2 separate regions of the Sus scrofa genome follow, and region 1 is linked to region 2. Evidence: chromatin contacts called from public Hi-C data. All regions are on one chromosome and are shown on one strand. The core of a region is the stretch at or near the end of the contact, and the rest is flanking DNA. Distances in the headings are between cores, read along the strand shown. Region 1 overlaps ABCA4 (retinal-specific ATP-binding cassette transporter). Region 2 has its middle 76 kb from the start of ARHGAP29.

Region 1 (2,976 bases), core at 257-2,756, 280 kb after region 2:
GCGGGAGTAGAGTAGCGGAGGGACAGTTTGAGGGACATGAGGGGGAAGCGTGGACTGTCCTCCCCAGTTAACGGGCGAAACTCTGGAGCTCCGAGGAGCGAGCCGTCACCGTCAAAGAGGTTTAGGCCAAGGTGGCTCAGAGAAAGGCAGCTCTGAGAGTGGGCATGGGAGAGTCTGAAGGAAACTACTGCTTGGGGAGGACGATGAGAAACCTGAGCTGTTACAAGAAATCCACCAGGAAAGGCCCAGCAGCCTCAGACAGGAGGGCCTGGGACTGAAGGCTGAGCTTCGGGCTGACCCCACACAGACAGGGCGCGCTCTGGGTTGGCATGAATCCCAGCGCTGCCACTCAGAAGCCACGTGACCTTGACTGGCCTCTTGAAGCCTCGGTCTTCAGTTTCCTCATCTGTAGAACTGGGCATAGGGCTGTCTAGTTCCCTAGGGCTGTTTTAAGGGTGAAATGAGGAAATCCATACAAAGCACTTGAAGCAATGCCTGGCTGAGTAACTGCTCAGTAAATGGCAGCCGTGATTATCCGCATCATTCTGCAGTCTTTCTGACAAAGACCTAGGGCCGTGGGGGCCCAAGACAGTAGGCTGAAGAAAGAACCTTGGGGATGTGTTCATTAAAACGGTGTATTTACACCATGTCCGTTTTTCCAACAAGAGTGCTTCTTCGAACGCGAGCTCCCGGGCTTGGTCCCCGGCGTGTGCGTGAAGAATCTGGTAAAGACTTTTGAGCCCTATGGCCGGCCGGCCGTGGACCGCCTGAACATCACCTTCTACGAAAACCAGATCACCGCCTTCCTCGGCCACAACGGAGCGGGGAAAACTACCACCTTGTGAGTGAGTCTCTTGTTTTCTGGCTCCATCCTTCCTCTGAGCGCCGCCGTCTCCTCTGTCGCACTGCCTCTCGGTGATGAAAATGCGCTCGACGTCTGGGCGCCAGGAGAGTGTAAGGCTCACCGCAGTTTTCAGCGTTTACAGGCACCTTTGCTTTTCTTTGATGGTCACATGAAGTTGAAGCGGGAGGTGGCGTCGCAGGGTTATCGCCCCCTTTGTGTGCCAGGGGAGTGGACATCCAGAGAGCTGAAGTGACTTTCCCAAGGTCACCAAGTTGGAATGGTTCTGCGGGGACAAGAGCCAGGTCCTCCCGCAATTGTCTCTGGTCTCTGATGCCAGCCCCACTCCCGCCTTTTCAGCCCTGCCGTCGTGGTGGTGGTCAAGCCGTGGCCACACCATCCCATGCCTCCAGCTACAGAGCACTCCTTACCTTCAAAGAGCGCTGCTTTTCGCACCCAGAAGGCTCGGTAGTAGTTCTGGAGGAGGTTAAGGGATGCAGTCTCCAGAGGGGCTGTGGGGGAGACCTCAGCCCCAGAAGCCCCTCTGCTTTTAGAAGGGGCCGAGCGCCATCTGCTGGAAGGAAACGTGACAGCCAAGGTTTCCCAAGCCGCAGCTGGGGGGCCCCCTCGAGGGTCAGGGAACCCACGTGAACGCCTCTTACAGAGCCCCAGGAAGGAACAGCGGTGTCCACCCTGCACTGGAATGTTCTCTGAGTGGAATGTGGGGCTGGGCCATTACACTTGCTTCTGTTTCCCTCTAGTGGTTGATCAGCAGACAAGTTCAGAGGGCCTGCGAGGGTGTCTGACCTCGGGCCAGACTGGGAGGGGCAGCCGCCACCCAGCTAATTTCTCTCCTTGTCACCTAACACGGTCAGAGAGCCCGACGCCCCATTCAGGACCCCGAGGCAGACACATTGCTTCATGACCGTGAAATGCAGTGTTGCTGGGGCTGAAACACAATGTTTCATAAACGTAGCATGATGGTGTTGAGTTGTTCTTCCTGCGGGCACAGTTCTCTGTGCCTTGTACGTATTAGCCCTGTTTAACCCTCACAACCACCCCATGAGGTGAGAGTCACATTCTCATTTTACCAGAAAAACGTGGTGGGAACCCCCAGGTCTAGCCTCAATCTGTTAATCTACAAATACACCCTGGACGCCTGGGCTTCTCACCAAGGCCTTGCCCTCTGACGTGGTGACACCAGACAAAACCCGTGTCTGACTGCCTTTGCCGGAGCCCCTGCAGCCCTGGGAGCAGTGACGGCTGAGCGGGGGAGGGATCTCCGGAGCAAGCGAGCCTTGGGCAGCCGGGAATCCTGCCTGCGAGCACTAGGAATAAGTGAGGCAGAGAAGAAGGGTGGATGTGGTCACGGCCTAAGGGCCTGGATGCGCACACAGGGGCTGAGTCCCACGGGTGCCAAGTCCCACGCGGGCCGGTCGGTTCCTGAAGCTCGGGATGGTCTGGCTCACTGAGGGGCATGGGCGGGCATCACTGAGGGCCCTCACCCACCCTGGGGTGGAGGCTGCTATCCCAAGGCCATCCTTTCCGTCACTGACTCCTGCATGTGGCAGGTCCATCATGACAGGTCTGTTGCCACCGACATCCGGGACCGTGCTCGTTGGGGGAAAGGACATCGAAACCAGCCTGGATGCCATCCGGCAGAGCCTGGGCTTGTGTCCACAGCACAACATCCTGTTCCACCAGTAAGTGGGGTGGGAGTGAGACCCGCCCTATGCCCTGCCCTCACCCTGCCCCCAGCAGCAGGTGCTCCAGGGCCCAGCTTAGGGACGCCCGCTCTGGGGGCAGGAGGCGACACTCTTCTTTGTTGTCCCCCACATTCAAGGTCCCCTATCCTGCTTGTGGTGAAAATGTCCCTTAGAACACGGGACTGTGCCTCCGGGGCTCTTCCTGCTCACAAGAGCGATGCTGCCATCTCTGCGTCGGGGAGGCGGGTCCCGGGTCCCTTGCTCCGTCTTGCCCAGAAGTCTGGTCCCTCTCAGGATCAGAGAGGAGACATCACGCACTGACTTTTAGGAAGCTTTTCAGTGGCTCTTTTCCAAAATGCGTTTCTTATCTAAAAGGAAGGAGGGAAGAAAGGAAGGAAATATAGATTACAGCAACAACAGAGTCGCCTC
Region 2 (2,965 bases), core at 312-2,811:
TTCTAGCTTTCTGAACTCAGATACATTTCGGCATTTGGTAACTTTACCCTGATAACTTCACACTTTAAATTCTTCAGCTGCTCTTGAGTTGAGAGGTAAACGCTAGCAATTCTCTGCTTCCTCCCTGCTCCATTTCCAGAAACGTGTTAGACTTACTTGGCTTTGATTTCCCCAAGTGTTCTGTCTTTCCAAGAAGCCATCCAAACACTGCATTAAGGCAGCACTAATCTCTGCAGCTTTTCCTCCCACCCAGGGGTTGTCTCTTCTTGAGTCATCGTAATTTATTGGCGGGAATTCCTAATTGCCCTTAATTTATCACTCTTCCGACACTGTTTCCATTTCTGATACATTTTTGCTGGCCTCATGAAGGCAGGACAAAAAACTAAACTGAAACAAACTAAAGTAAAACCTAGGTCAATGTTCCCCAGTTCCTGGATGTTCCCCTCGCCCAGGACCACTGCAAGGCAGTTAAACAATCTTTTATTCTTGTGGCTCTTTCTGAGGCTGCCCTTCCATCACCAGCTACTTTAGATTTTCTCCGTTCACTTTTACATCCTCTTTGTATTGTTTCAAAGCGCCTCTCCCTGGTATTTTTTTTAATCTTCTTTTTAAGTGTGCTGGTTTTATAAAGCAAGAGGCTTCTGTTCTTTTCCATGGTAACTTTTGGCTATTCTCATGCGATCCTTCCTTATTTATTAGTTTGAGCAGTTAATTCATTTCCTGGACACAGAGGATTTTCAAGAATCCTTAATTTGCCTTATTGTCCACTCTGCCCCCTCAATCAACCCTTTGTAATAGTAGCTGGTTCTTCTAATTCTATTTAGCATCCGCGTCTTCTTCCTAACCAACTCCCTGCCCTCGTCTCAAGAACTCCAGCTGCTGCGTTCATCCCTATGTGCCTTTCTCCCAGGATTTTAACATCTTGGTTGACTGGGGTCGCCCTTTCTCTTAGCTTTCTGCCAATCAACTTTTAGAAATGACGCAAAAAACAGTTTTATTTTGGGCCCATGGTCTTTTTTTTGGGGGGGGGCAATAATCATGTGTGGCAAACATACCAATTTAAAGAATAAGCAAATTCTTATTGTCATAAAACAATTGTACTTTCTCCCCACCGCCTCCCACTAGTTAAAGAATCTTCCATCCCATTAGTTTTAAACACTGATATCATCCTGATGTTAGTTGCAAACCCTTTCACATGTTTTCTTTGAAAAGGGGATCTCATGAACACACACTTTTTTCTTGGTCTTAAACCGTCTACGCTCGCTGATACTTGTGCTCTAGATGTTTCCGGTGGCTTCTGGTGGGACTACTTTGCTCACCCATCCAAGCTTCAATTGTTGCCCTTTCTCTGAGATAGTCATGAAGAGTTTCCCATCTGGAATTTGCAGTGTTCATGAAGCAATCTCAAAGAACCGCGTGAAGAGAGAGCTGCCGGCAAGTTTGACACTTCGAGGTAGAAAAGGGGTTAAGTTAGGAGCCACAGCAACCAAACAATAAGGCCCTGACAGAACCCGAAGGAAAGCCAGCATTCCTAAGGCCTCGCTGGCCTCCTCAGGCCCCCACCCCGCCAGGCCTCTTTTGTTGCTGGCTCGTTTCCTCCGATTGTAATTCATTCTGTATTCCTTCCTGCTCCTCTGTCCTGGCTAATTGTTCTTTTCCCACACGACGAGGTTTTAATTTCCTTGGGTTATCGCCTTATCACCCACGTCTACACTTCCTCCACTTCTTCGGACCTGCCGCCGCTCACCAGTGACTTTGAGGGACCCCGGCACCGCGGCCTGGCTGTTCCTTGGTTTGCCCATCGCCGAAATGGGAGCATCACCCCTCCCTGTCCCTCCAGGGCAGCTGCACTGAGATCCAGCCCTTCTGGGACAGGCTTACCCCAAACACACCGGGGACAGGCCGAGGTCCGGGACAGTTTAATGACCCTTCCAATTAGTTTCACTGGCAAAGCTGGAAGCTGCAAGCAAGCCTAAGTCATTTGTGGTTGTTATTGTTGTTGTTTGTCCTTATTTTTAGTTTTGTGAGGCAATCCAGCAATAACAGATTTTAATGATGGGGCGCAGTCCCTGACCAGATTAATTTTCTCTGGGCTCGAAAACTCTGGGTGGCCTTTTGAGCAAATGCACCCTCTCTTTTCTTTCGGGGAAAAAAGAATCCTTTCCCCCATCATGACGTGGTGGTGTTCTAGGAACTCCATCGCGCTGCACAGACCCAGTAACCAAGTTTCTTTGCAGAGGGTTAAGAGGGAAATCTTAATTTTGGAAAACTACAAGCCCTGTTTTCTAAAAGCCTCCTGCCAGGATTCCATCGGAGCAGTGGGGCGCCCAGCAGCACATGGGGGGGTCACTGATCCTGGGCATACAGATGGGGTACAGGCACTGCTGTCCGGTTTGGGTGTTTTTGCTCTTGCAGATCTGATCCTTCTTTCTCCTCGGGGTGCCCAGGGTTGGGGCTGGGGCGGGAGGGGAGTGATCAGTCCTCGGACTGACTGAGGGAGGAGGCGGAGTGTAGGCCTTTGTTTTAAGACCACGGTTCTGATTACACCTGACGACTGAAACTTGATTCCCACAGAGCAGGCTGCACCTTATCTTCTTCCCCCAGTGACGGTGAGGGCAGGAATGCAGCAGGCATTGTCACTTTGATTCCATTTGTCTACTGCTGACGATGATAACAAAAATAAAAGTTCATTTTTTAAAATCGAAATTTGCTCCAGGGGGAGTTCTCCCATCTGCCTTTTTTTTTTTTTTAAATATTGGGCAACATAGTGAGTTCTCATCTCAAGGCTGAATCTGCTGGCTGAGATTCTCCTGGTTCAAGTATAATCACATTTAATAAAAAGTCTGTCTGCCTGAGAAAAAGACCCACATAGCCTGAGCTGTGGCCACGATTCTGTGGTATTTGGACTCATGTCTGTAAAAATATTTGGACACCAGATGGTGGGTTGTTAGGTGCATTCATCCCA

Evidence for each region. A called contact is a pair of places that touch in the nucleus more often than the background predicts.
Region 1: a contact with region 2 is called in a Hi-C map of embryonic fibroblasts, with 3 times the contacts expected there. A contact is called at or near these places in 1 of 5 promoter capture datasets (fetal liver), 25 of 47 Hi-C or Micro-C datasets (adipocytes, adipose tissue, alveolar macrophages and 17 more) and 2 of 2 datasets of targeted methods (alveolar macrophages and skeletal muscle).

The regions. Positions count from the first base shown.
Region 1 is chr4:123,281,740-123,284,715 of Sscrofa11.1, forward strand. It overlaps ABCA4 (retinal-specific ATP-binding cassette transporter), which reads left to right. Exons shown (of 51, transcript XM_021090184.1): 19 at 667-841; 20 at 2,413-2,544. Among named protein-coding and RNA genes, the nearest start is that of ABCA4, 81 kb to the left of the region's middle.
Region 2 is chr4:123,004,705-123,007,669 of Sscrofa11.1, forward strand. No RefSeq gene overlaps it. Among named protein-coding and RNA genes, the nearest start is that of ARHGAP29, 76 kb to the right of the region's middle.